Linked DNA regions of Podarcis muralis: region 2 is linked to region 1. A link is a contact called in public Hi-C data. All regions are on one chromosome and are shown on one strand. The core of a region is the stretch at or near the end of the contact, and the rest is flanking DNA. Distances in the headings are between cores, read along the strand shown. Region 1 holds the start of LOC114588966 (torsin-1A-like). Region 2 holds the start of SARDH (sarcosine dehydrogenase).

What was found. A called contact is a pair of places that touch in the nucleus more often than the background predicts.
Region 2: a contact with region 1 is called in a Hi-C map of tail, with 4 times the contacts expected there. The contact joins the promoter of SARDH here to the promoter of LOC114588966 in region 1. A contact is called at or near these places in 2 of 3 Hi-C or Micro-C datasets (blood and tail).

Annotation. Positions count from the first base shown.
Region 1 is chrZ:17,174,713-17,181,028 of rPodMur119.hap1.1, forward strand. LOC114588966 (torsin-1A-like) reads right to left here and starts at 1,429. Exons shown (of 5, transcript XM_028714815.2): 1 at 1,103-1,429; 2 at 37-302. The coding sequence starts at 1,328.
Region 2 is chrZ:17,393,526-17,400,461 of rPodMur119.hap1.1, forward strand. SARDH (sarcosine dehydrogenase) reads right to left here and starts at 5,176. Exons shown (of 20, transcript XM_028714704.2): 1 at 5,068-5,176; 2 at 3,387-3,460; 3 at 188-512. The coding sequence starts at 506.

The sequences.
Region 1 (6,316 bases), core at 179-2,678:
TTAGATCTAGTCTTAAGATGCAATCGGTCTTTTTACCTTGTACTGGGAAATGTTCTGCTGATGAGGAAAATGCAGAGTGGATACAAACTGATGTACAAATTTGCTGTTGAGGCCTCCTTCAAAAAGGCTCTCCACGATTATCCTACTAGCAAAGTTTTTGCCAGTCCCAGTCCAGCCATGTAAGGAGAGGGCCAGAGGCTTCTTCGGCTTTGGATTATTCAAAAATCCAGTAAGCGATTTCACAATCACCTTCTTCGCCAGATGCTGCCCAAAGAGTCGGTCATCCAAACCCTCTTGAAGCACTGGGGGGAATAAAAGGAGTAACTGATTAAAGGAGCATTTTGGAAATCCTTCTGTGCAAGCATATAATGTTTTGCCTGGCAAACACTAGTGTGGGGAACCCAACCTGTATGAAAAAGCACTACTCCAGTGAGCCACAAAGTAAGAAGAATAATAGAATTTTAGTGCTGGAAGTGACCCTAAGGGTTATCTAGCCCAAACCCCTTAAAATTCCCCGAGAAAGGCTCAGTTTCTTGATTTATGAGCAGAGTCACAATTTCTTGGCTCTTTCAACCTTCATATCCGGTCGTTAGCGGGGTCAGGGGTTCCGTGGTCAAAGTGCCTAACAAAGAGCAAATAAAAAAGGAGGGAAAAGGATACCCACAGCTTAGTAATAAAGCAGGCAATGCTTATGCAGAAGGTCCAAGGTTCAATCCTCAATGACATCTCCAGGTAGGCTGGGAAAGATCCCTGTCCAAAATCCTGGAGAGAGATGCTGCCTGTTGGTGTGAGCAATACCGAGCTGTATGGACCAAAGGTTCTCCTTCCCTGACAACTGCACACACTTTCCTTTCATCTTCTTCCTGTGATATCACAGCAGTCACCTCTAGATCCACAGAAACACTTAGGCGGACCCTGCACTGCCACTCCCCACCTCTTCCCTGACACCAGTGGGAGCGTCTGGTTTCCACCTTCCTACTCTGATGTCAGAGCATGCACACCACTCACCTCTGAGCAGAGCTCACCCCACCTGGGCTGCCGCACTCTGACGTCACAGAACCCGAACGCGAAATGCTCCCCCCGCCCCCTCCCACTAGCTCACCTGTCCCGCTGCGGGCGCCAGGCTTGTGGAGGCAGCAGTGGGCGAAGTAGCAGTAGAGCTTCGGGTAGGAGATGATTCCTGTGAGGGCGGAGGCGGCGGCGCCGGCTATGGCTAAGCCCAGGCTGATGGGCTCCACCGCCTGGGCGGTCGCGCTCAGCTGCCACAGCAGCACGGTGGCGCCCAGCACGAAACGCCTCCCCGCCCGGCGCGGGGGAAGGAGCTTCATCGCCGCCGCCGCCGGAGGACGAGGAACGGGGCCCGGGAGGAGCAGGACCCCGCTGCTTCCCCGCTGCCCAGTTTGCCTCAGAGCTGGCACTTCCGGTTCCTGGAAAAGCAGGGAAGTTAAATTTCCGGCTCCGCGGGCGCCATCGTGGTGCCGGGCAGGAGAAAGGGCAAGGGCAAATGATTGGCGGAGCGCAGAGCCAGTGGGAAGCGGCGGAGAGCGTATCACGTGGGTTCGACTGTCTCCCTCCGCCTCCTTCTTCCTCTTCGTTGTTATTGTCGAGTGTTAATTCGCCACGTGGGTTACTCGGAAGCAAGCCTCATGCTCTTTGCATTTTATTTTTTTATTTTTGCTACTTTGCATGGGAGGCTGCTGAGAGAGGTAACTGAAGGGTGAAAAACTAGTTTAAATATATTTTCCATTTCATTATGTATCATTTCCCAAAAGCCTTTAGCTTTTTCATATTTTTTTATATGTATTTTTTCGTATGTCCACATCATATGAAAAAACGTCCCTTCATTATGTTTACACTTCCAGCATTTATTTGACACAGGATTGCACATATTTGCCAGTTTATTTGGCGTTAATATCATTTTCCTAACATTTTCCTTTAAAATAAAACGGGCTGTAAATTTCATATCCACTTGCCACAGTTTTTCCCATGAGACCATGTCAATAAAAGGTAAAGGGACCCCTGACCATTAGGTTGTGGTTGTGGCGCTCATCTCGCTTTACTGGTCGAGGGAGCCGGCGTACAGCTTCTGGGTCATGTGGCCAGCATGACTAAGCAGCTTCTGGCGAACCAGAGCAGCGCACGGAAACGCCGTTTACCTTCCCACTGGAGTGGTACCTATTTATCTACTTGCACTTTGACGTGCTTTCAAACTGCTAGGTTGGCAGGAGCAGGGACCGAGCAACGGGAGCTCACCCCATAGTGGGCATTTGAACCGCCAACCTTCTGATTGGCAAGCCCTAGGCTCTGTGGTTTAGACCACAGCGCCACCCGTGTCGCCTAAATCTGCTTTTTAACATTTTCATTGGTTTTCTATTATCATACTATGTTATGGAAAACTTTAATTAAAAAAGAGTTCTGCAAAAAAAGGAAACGAATCCCTCTCTGTCCCCGACCCATAGGCACTGTCAGAGTTCAAAGACACATTTCAGCCATGCTGGGCTTTTAAGTGCTGAGTAGAAACCCCCACCCCCAAATAACAACAGATCCCACAGAGGCAAAATAAATATGATCTGGCAATTCTAATGTTTGTCCAGCAGAGGGCAATAGATGCATTCACAGCATTTCATCCTGGTTCATAAAAAACCCAAAACTTTTTTCCTGTACAGCAGACTTGAGTGATTAGATTGCAAAACTTGATTCCTATTTAGAATCATTCAGGCTGCTCTGCTATGTAGGAAATCCCCACACACCCTTTCAATAATGCTAGAACTTGGGTCACCCAATGACTGTCAGGAGGTTCCGGGCAGAAAAAAGGAAGGCTTGTCTTCACACAACCTATAATTAGAAACCAAGGAAGGTGTGTTATTTATTTATGCCACTGAGCTATAGTCCTAATAAATATGCTGTCATATATTGAGTCAGATTCTTGGCCCATTCAGCTCAGTACTGTCTACACTGATTGGCAGAGGTTCTTCAGGGTTTTGGGAAGGGGACATTATCAGCCCTGTCAATAATAAGATGGGCCAAGGGTCTAACTCAGAATAAAACAGCTTGTTGTGTTTTTGTTTCTGAACTGGGATAGCTCAGTTGGTAGAGCATAAGCCTCTCAGGGTTGTGAGTTCGTGCCCCACGTTGCATAAAAGATTCCTGTACTGCAGGGGGTTCGACTACATGATCCCCAAGATCCCTTCAAACTCTGCAATTCTATGATTCTAAGATTAATACCACTTGCTTTCCATTAGCAAAAAAGGGAGAGCTCACTACTGACCCCCTAGAGGATGGTATGATAATTTAAAACACATATTCAAGGCTACTAACAAATCAGAAACTTCAGGCAATATTTAAAAACATGTCACATTCCCCATTCTGAATGGCAATCGCAAAATCAAAATGTTAACAAAGGCCGAATGCAGTAATAATGTCTAAAAGCAGTAATTGAAACTCAAAACACTGTCAGAAATGGACCAGAAGCCTTTGAAAACAGCTACTTCTTCAAACACACCTCACTAAAAACAACAGAGCGACCTCAACTGGGGTCAAGGGACCCAGAGTAGGGCCTCGTCTGAAAACCGGAGCATGCCAGAACTACTACTTAACAATTGGTGCCTGGGGTTGCTTCCATCTCTCCCTTTTTCCTTGTGTGTGATGTCTTTCTGATTATAATCCTGTGGGTGTAGGCTGTCTCCTTCGGTGCCTTTTCGGCTGGAGAGCAGGGTGCAAATGCTCTAAAGAATTTTTTTTTTTTAAAAAATAAATCAATATCAGGTATGAAATTTCAGAAAGAGGTGCTCTCCTTTAAAATGCACAGGTCCAGCTAACATACCTGGGTGCCACCTGCCAGCAATGTGTGGAGCCAGAGGTGAAACTGGGCAGAGAAATATATGTAAATATTGTTGTTGTCCAGTTGGTTGGTTTCTGCACACACACACAAATACCCCCTCTCTATTCTTCATCCAGGTGAGCGAGAGTCATTGTCAGAGTTCAAGGAGACATCCCACGCAAGGAGGAGTGGCCTGGCTCGAGAGGGTATGTGACGTTGGGGAAAGTCCTAAGGGCTACATGAAGAGGGCTGCGGGGAGCACATTCTTCCACAGGACCTTAAAAGTTTACCATCCCTTGTACAGTGGTGCCTCGCAAGACAAAATTAATTCGTTCCGCGAGTTTTGTCGTCTTGCAATTTTTTTCGTCTTGCGAAGCACGGTGTCGGAAAAGTTTTGGAAAAGCTTCAAAAATCACCAAAGTCTTCAAAAACCTCAAAAAAGGCTACCACACCGCGTGCTATGAGTTGCTCCTCGAAGTCAAGTCACAACTGTATTAACGGTGTTAAGAAAAAGGAAACAAACTTGCAAGATGTTTCTGTCTTGCGAAGCAAGCCCATAGGGAAAATCGTCTTGCGAAGCAGTTCAAAAAACAAAAAACCCTTTCGTCTTGCGAGTTTTCCGTCTTGCGAGGCATTTGTCTTGCGAGGTACCACTGTACTTGGCAACACCATATTTTGCCCTGAACTGCCCTGATCTTACCAAATCCTTTCTGATTGTACAATGTAACTTTAAAAGGTTCCCCTATATTTGTTGTATCTCTTCATTTTGTGTCTGAAGTGGAACTGATTGATCTCTATTCAGCCTTGTTCAGACCCCACCAGAAGTCCTGTGTGTCTAGTTCTGGACACCACCATTTAAGAAGGATATAAACAAGCTGGAATGTGTGCAGAGGAATGCAACAGAGATGATCAAAGGTCTGGAAACCAAGCCTTATGAGGAACGGTTGAAGGAGTTGGGCATGTTTAGCCTTGAAAAGAGGAGACAGAGGAGATATGATAACCATCTTCAAATATCTGAAGGGCTGTGATCTGGAAAATGGAGCAAGCTTGTTTTCTGCTGCTCTGGAGCATAGAACACGAACCAGTGGATTTAAATGACAAGAAAGGAGGTTCTGACTAAACATTAGGAAGAACTTTTTGATGGTGAGAGCTGTTCATCAGCGGAACGGACTCCATCGGAAGGTGGTAGACTCTCCTTCCTTGGAGGTTTTTCAAGAGAGGTTGGGCAGCCACCTATCAGGAATTCTTCAGCTGTGATTGCTGTAAGGGGTGGACTAAATGATCCTTGGGGTCTCTCCGAAATCCATAATACAGTGGTACCTCAGGTTACGTACTTAATTTGTTCCGGAGGTCCGTTCTTAACCTGAAACTGTTCTTAACCTAAAGCACCACTTTAGCCAATGGGGCCTCCTGCTGTCGCCACGCCGCCGGCGCACGATTTCTGTTCTCATCCTGAAGCAAAGTTCTTAACCCGAGGTAATATTTCTGGTTAGCGGAGCCTGTAACCTGAAGCGTATGTAACCTGAAGCGTATGTAACCCGAGGGACCACTGTACTGTGATGTCCCTGACCAATGAAGGAGCCTGGAGCAGAAGAGGTGAAAAATGCAGAAAATATTCTTTTGGGGGGCAGCGGCGGGAGGAAGGGGCATTTAAGCCAGTGGTGTTGGCCTGTCCTACAAAAGAGGGGACAACGCTACCCCTGGCAGAACAAGTAAGCAAAGATATAGCATAAACCTCCCAGACTAAGAAATCTTTGTCCAGGTCCTTACAGAAGTTGGAAATGAGTGGCAATGAATGATGAGGTGTCCCAAAGCTCAGGTAGGGAGGCTTAATGGACTATGAAAACGGTAGAGTGGTCTCGTTTCAGGTTTCTAATAAAAAAAGTATAAGCCTAAGCAAAATTTATACCTGCTTGTGAAAGTTGTGCTGGAAACAAAAGAGGAGCAGATCCCCCCCCCAACCAACCACAGAAGACTCCCTTCACACCGTATTTGCCCAGAAAGTACTGAAATACTTGGCTTTAATAGGGCTCTTTCCTGCCCATGACCTGCAGTTTCCTGAGATGCAGAGTCAGCTCTGTTGGGAAATGCCAGCTGCTACTGGTATTATGCAACATTTTAGCAGGATAGAATATCACGGTGCATACAGGTACAGTGGGAAATTTTAGGGGCTAAATGCACCACCAGGTTTGTTCTGTCTGAATCAACATGGTCTGGGTCATAAGATGTCTTTGTTCAGATTGTGTTCAAAGGTGGACTTGCCTAGCAGTTTCCCAAACAAAGTCCTTTGTGTAGTGGGCATTGTTAAACTGTGGAACTCACTTCTGCAGGAGGCAATGACTGACCACCACCAACCTAGCTGGCCTTAAAAGATGACCAGACAAATCCATGGGGGATAAGGCTACTAGCCATGGTGACCATGCTCTGCCTCAAGGATCAGAGGCAGGAATGTTAATAATAATAATAATAATAATAATAATAATAATAATAATAATA
Region 2 (6,936 bases), core at 3,926-6,425, 220 kb after region 1:
GGAACTGCCAGAAGGCCCTCAGTGCTGGACTTCAATGTCCAGGCTGAATGACAGAGATGGAGACGCTCCTTCAGGTCATATCAGAAATATAACAAATCATTATCATACTCTCTGGCACAGCCAGCAGACAGAGCCTCCACAGGCCTCTCCAGCTATCTAATTGCATTTATTTCCCCTTTCCCTTTACCTGCTGTGTGCCAGGTGGTCCCTGAGGTCAAGCGGTCCCTCTCCAGTAAGACAACGTTAGTCACCCCCATCTTGGCAAGATGATAGGTGGTCTGGCACCCTAAGCTGCCTCCGCCCACCACCACCACATCAGCAGATGCTGGGACTGGCTTGGTGGGCCCTTGGCCCTGAGGGGCCTCTTCCTTCAAGGTCTTCTGATAAGGGACACTCTTTTCGGTCTGCTGGCCTGTCGTCCTGCTGCTAAAGAGTCGTATGTGTCGCCAGGGACATGGCGGTTGGAAGGAAGAGGCAATTCGAAATGCCTGCTTCAAGGTGGCCATGGCGATCTGGAGAAGAAAGAAAAGGTGTTGATGCAACTTGCCAGTCTATGGAGTCAAAATCCTTCTCTTTAACAAATGGGTGCTTATCATTTCCAAGTCAATGTGTTTAGCCTCAGGGTAGCAGAAGCGAACACTGCTTTATTCCTGTAGTGATGAGGGTGTTAGAAGCAGCTGTAAAGGAAAGGTGATGGAGAGGAGGAGGAAGAAGAGAAACTTCAACTTGGGTGCTTTTCCACTTACATCATTCTCATGGTCATTTAAAGGGTTGGGGTGCTGTAAAATCATACAGCCTAAAATTACCCAGCTGACCTCTGTTTCTCTCTGAGGAATCCCAGCAAGCTTAAGAAAAAACCCCGAATCCCCCAGAACACATTCTCAAAAACACTGCTCCATATTAAATGAACTATAAATAAGGCAACAAAACTCATATTCATGTTTTAACTTGTATTGTACTAGACACCTCTTAATTAAGTGTCTTCATTTGGCCAAGCCCTGGGGCAATCCAATTTTGGATAGCAGGGTTGCGGGGAGGGGTGTGTGGAAGGGTGGTTCTAGTTGCTGGAGGGTCAGGACTTTGGGTGTGTCTTTCCTTCATCTGAACTTCAAGCCAGAGAGTCTGCAGGAAGCAGAGGAGGTTCTGTCTCTGCACAGGGAGAGGGAAGAGATGCCTAGACTGCTCAACATGCAGAAGCAGAATTCAAAGTCTCCCTGCTTGAAACCCTGGAGAACTGCTGCCAGACATTGCTGACAACACAGTGGTACCTCGGGTTACAGACGCTTCTGGTTACAAACACTTCACGTTACAGACTCTGCTAACCTAACCCAGAAATAGTACCCCGGGTTAAGAACTTTGCTTCAGAATGAGAACAGAAATCGTGCAGTGGTGGCGCAGCGACAGCAGGAGGCCCCATTAGCTAAAGTGGAGCTTCAGGTTAAGAACAGACCTCCAGAACGAATTAAGTTCTTAACCCGAGGTACCACTGTACTGAGCAATGTGAACCCCAATGGTTTGGACTCTGCAAAAAGCAGCTTCCAGTGTTTTGATAAGAGTTCTGCTATGCTTTTCATTAATAATCCATTTGCTTTTATCCTGCTTCTCATTTTGAAATTCTGTTATTACTGGGTTATATCCAATGTTTGTACTACCTTTAATTGAAATTAATGGCATGACTCACTTAGGCCCATGAATTTTAATGGGTCTGCTTCATGCGAGACAATCCATTATTATTTCATTTATATCCCACCTTTGTTGCCAAGAGCCAGCGGTTAGGAGCTTTGGACTTGCATATGAGAGGTGGCCTGGTTTTATTTCACTGCTCCTAATTCCAAGCTCCAGTGTGCACATCCCCACCCCCTCCAGGCTCCTCCACTATTCCATCAGAGTGAGTTTCTTGGAATCCTGCACAGTCAACAAATTCCTCTGTCAAGCAGGCTTGAATCTCTGCTTTTGCAGTAGGGACCTGAGACACTCATTTGCAACACACACAAACCCTTTCCAATAGATGAAACCTTGCTTGAAAAATAGTAATTTTCCAACACAGCTCTCTGGTATGAATATAAACACCACAGCTTGTAAGAGACAGGATAGAACAGGGAAAATGCTTAAAATACACATTCCCATGCAATGCAGGAATTTCAGCTATAATATCCATGACAAAAGGCCACCCAACCTCTAAAAACCTCCAAGGAAGAAGAGTCCACCACCTCCAGAGGGAGTTCATTCCACTGCCTAACAGCTCTTACTGTCAGAAAGTTATTTCTGAAATTGTTGGTACAGGTTCTACCATCCAGAGCAGTAGAAAACAAACTTGTTCCATTTTCCATATAGCAGCCCTTTGGATATTGGAAGATGGCTATCATCTCCTCCTCTTTCCAGGCTAAACATCCCCAACTCCCTCAACCATTCCTCATAAGGCTTGGTTGCCAGACCCTCAATCATCTTGGTCGCCCTCCTCTGCACACCTTCCAGCTACTCAATATCCTTCTTAAATTGTGATGCCCAAAAGTGGACACAGTACTCCATGTGTAGTCTGACCAAGGCAGAATAGAGCAGTACTATGACTTCCCTGTTGATGCAGCCTAGAATGTATTAGCTTTCCTTGCTGCTGCATTTCACTGTTGACTCATGTTCAGTTTGTGGTCTACTAAGATTCCAAAATCTTTTTCATATGTACTACTCACAAGCCAGTGTCCCCCGTCTTATATTGGTGCATTATATATGCTTGCTTACTGAGACATATATAAAAAGCTGACTTAGGTAAAGGTAAGGGACCCCGGACCATTAGGTCCAGTCGTGACCGACTCTGGGGTTGCGGTGCTCATCTCGCTTTATTGGCCGAGGGAGCCAGCGTACAGCTTCCGGGTCATGTGGCCAGCATGACTAAGCTGCTTCTGGAGAACCAGAGCAGCGCACGGAAATGCCGTTTACCTTCCCGCCAGAGCGGTACCTATTTATATACTTGCACTTTGACGTGCTTTCGAACTGCTAGGTGGGCAGGAGCAGGGACCGAGCAATGGGAGCTCACTCCGTCACAGGGTTTCGAACCGCCGACCTTCCGATTGGCAAGTCCTAGGCTCTGTCTAAACCACAGAGCCACCCGCGTCCCTTCATAAAAAAGAAAAGCTGACTTACAACAGGTCAAAAATAATAGACTTCTTCATGCAACAAAGAGTTATGGAACTTGCCTGCAGGAGGCAGTGATGGCCACCAACTTGGACAGCTTTAAAAGAGGATTAGCCCCATTCATGAAGAATAAGGCTATCATGCTTTACACAGTTGATGCATGGAACACAAAACATCCACTTCATGCACAGCTCATATGCATGCCAAACACCACCCTCAAATGCAACATAAAGGAAAGTCAGCTCCATCCTGTTTACCTCTGAAGTCAGGTTGCTGCTGGACTCTTCTCTCTGGCTGCTAGGAATGCCGGGCTGGGCTGTCAACCACGCTGCTATTACACAAAAAAATTAAGCAAGAGTTGAAAGAGGACACCAGATCAGAAGTGAAGGCAGCAGCTGCTGCTGCTATTGGCCAGGGGCTGCTAGTCCCAGAGTCCAGTCAGTGCATTTCTGGGAATGTGGAGTGACGTGTACACAGCTCATGTGCATGGCCATAGCCAAGGGGGAGCAGGCAGGAGCAGCCGCCCACCCCAACCAATAAAAATCTATAAAAATGCATAGCTAACTGAGGTTCTCCCCTGCCAAAAAAAGGCCTGCCCCCCTAACAAAAATCCTGGCTATGCCCATGCTCATGTGGACATATCCTGCCTCAGAAGAAGAAGCTCCATCTGTGCATCTGTGCTCATTTGGGCAGCAAGCTTTGGCAGAGTCTGGCTTGAAATAGAATCACATAATTCTATGCTCCAATGGGCAAGCACAGATGTTTTTGGCACAATTAACAAAACGAGGGCATGCCTTGCATTGAACTTTGCACAGTACTAACTTGTGGGATTTGTTGATAGAAAATCTGTTGTCAGTGGCAGCACCGGGGGGCGGTGTAGAATTCATGTGGGCACAGCAGGGCAAAGTATATTTGTAAACTAACAGCATGTGTTAATAACCAGCAATGTAAGTAGCAATTGTGGGGGGAAGCGAATTCCTTGTTTAGGGGGGTATTGCCCCCCCCCATGCCACACATGTTTGTTTTATGTTTGCCATACATCTGGGATTCCCTGGATGTATACAGAATACTGCAGTCAGCAGCAGTGTCTGGGCTGAAATAGGTTTTTTTTTTTAAAAAAAAAAATTAATTAATAACTAATGTCCAGGAAAATCCGGACATATGGCAAAAAAAGCTCAACAATTTTTTTTGTTTGATGGTTGTTTAAAGAAACATCAGACAATATCATGCTGGAGGAGAGGGGGCAACTGAATGGATCTCCCCCCCCCAAAAAAAAGAAAATACATTGGGGAGATATTTGGGGCAGAAGTAGATTTCACAGGAACAGAGACTCATAAATGGCAGTTAATCCAAGTCTGCAAAGTGAATATTTATGCGTTTCCAAAGCTTTATACATAGCACTGGTCAGGTTTTCTAGATATTCTTTTTTTATATCACACCTTTTCCTCCACGGAGCATAAAGCGGCGAACATGGTTCTCCCCCTCTCCATGCTACCTTCACAACAACCCTGCGATGAAGGGCCAGGCTGAGAGAGACAGCGACTGGCCCAATGCCACCCAGTGAGAGTCATGCTGCTGAGTTCGGGATTTGACCCCCTGGTCTCTCCCAACGGTCTACTCTAACCACAGCTACATCAGCCTTCCAATGTACATAGCCACTTTTACAGAGCTCTCTGCCCCACCGAGCTTACAATCAATTTGTTTCAGAACTGGAAGGAGACAACCGAAGGAGAAGAAGAAGAAGGAAAGGCAACCAGCAGCAGAAGAAAGAGAAAGAGAAAGAGAAAAAGAGAAAGAAAGAAAAAGAAAGAGAAAGAAAGAAAGAAAGAAAGAAAGAAAGAAAGAAAGAAAGAAAGAAAGCGCGAGAGAGAAAGAGAGAGAGAGAATGCAAGTGGCAGTGCACGCGTAAGTGTTCGTGTGTGAGAGAGAGGATTATACCTTTGCTTCTTTCTGAGTTCTTTCAACACCACCACACTTCTCTCCCGCGCCAGCAAACGAGGCAACTTTACAGCCAGAACCATTCCTTGTAAGAACAATCAAATGTGGGCAGTGTCGGCTAGCTGGGCTCTTATTGGACAAGAGACTGGAGAGGGAGGGGTTTGCCACAGTGCAGCTGAGGAAGGAGGGGCTGACTGTGTTGAAACTGGGTTAAAGAGCCAGACCTACCATAGGGGAAAGAGGGGCGGCTCAGGGATCACCTTCCGAGCTCTACTTTTGCACATTGCGATATTCTGTCGGTTGTAGGCTGTGCATTTTCTGAGCTCTGCAAAAAATCCTGTGCACCAATTAAGGAGGAGACTTTTCCTTTCAATAACGTTTCCTTTATTGTATTTGTAAAAAGTATTTCTATTCCACCCCCTTACAAAATATTAGGGAGCTGTCCAGCAAGGTAAAAAAATCTTTAAAAGCAGTGTGAAGCAAGTCTTGAAAACGGCTGGCTAGACGAAAAATCGTTTTAAACAACTGCCTATGTCTGTCAATGTAAGCGAAAGGGAAAAGTTAGAGGCTGGTAGCCGCGTCTCTGCAGGAAGAGTGTTCCATGCAGCATGGGAACAGCGACACCAAACACAGGGCTCCCACGGAAGGTGGGATTGGGCCCTCTTAACAGGGCGGATGACTAACTTGTAAACCGCTTAGAGGTTTTACTACAATCAAGTGATAAACGTTCTTGAATAAACACATAAATGAAATAATTACCTCCAAGCAGAGCTTTGTGGCACAATAAAGGGCTATCAGTCTTGCAAGCAAAGGGAAAGTTCAAAGTTTCAGAATTTATTTATTTATAAGAATAATTATATTCTGCCATTCATAAAAGAAATCAAAGCTGTTTAAAATAGCAGCACCATCCCCGATACAATAAAAATGAATGTAAAATATATCCTCTCAGTTGTGTGCATTAGCTTTCTGGAATAGAAAGGTTTTCAGCAGAAGGCGCCTGCTGGATTGGGCATGTGAGCCTGCCAATGTTTTCCAAAAGGAGCTGAATTCAGGGCCTTCTCACTGCTTGCCCCCAGACTTTGGAACTCCCTCTTGAAGCCAGACCGGCCTTTTCCTTGTCCTTTGACTGGCAGGTGAGGATTTTCTTGTTCCCACAAGAGCAATAATTGACTACTATAATGAAAGAGCTGGTGCTGTGCTGTTTTTATTGTAATTTTCTATATGTTTATAATAGTCTGTGTAAAAATTAGTGTGCACATGTGGGGCAGTGGAGAGGAAAAAACAAAATTAAGAACAGAAGCAGAAATATTTTGTTATTGGGGTACAGGGAAGCAAGAAACTCACAGCACAGGACATACCGTATTTTTCGCCCCATAGGACGCACCGGCCCATAGGACGCATCAAGTTTTTTGGGGGGGAAATAAAGAAAAAAAATTATTTCCCCCCCAGGCGCTTGTGGGGCCGGCAGCGGGGAGAAGCGCTCTTCTCCCTGCCGCCCGCCTTCAGATCAGGTCCGGGGACAGCGGGAAGACGCACTGCGCCTCCCCACTGTCCCCGGAGCTTGTGGGGCTGGCGGCGGGGTCTCCCCGCCGTCAGCCTCCAAACCACTTCGGGAGACAGCGGGATAGCGGCGTTCTGCCTCCCTCTGTCCCCCGACCTTGTGGGGCTGGCGCTGGGGCTCTCCAGGCTTCAGCGAAAGCCTGCATTCACCCCATAGGACACACACACATTTCCCCTTCATTTTTGGAGGGGGAAAAGTGCGTCCTATAGGGCGAAAAATACGGTACATACAGACATGGTCCTTTCCTGCAACATTCTTCCTGCCCCCATAAAACTAGGTGACTCTTAAGGAAGAAGGGGGTTGCCTGG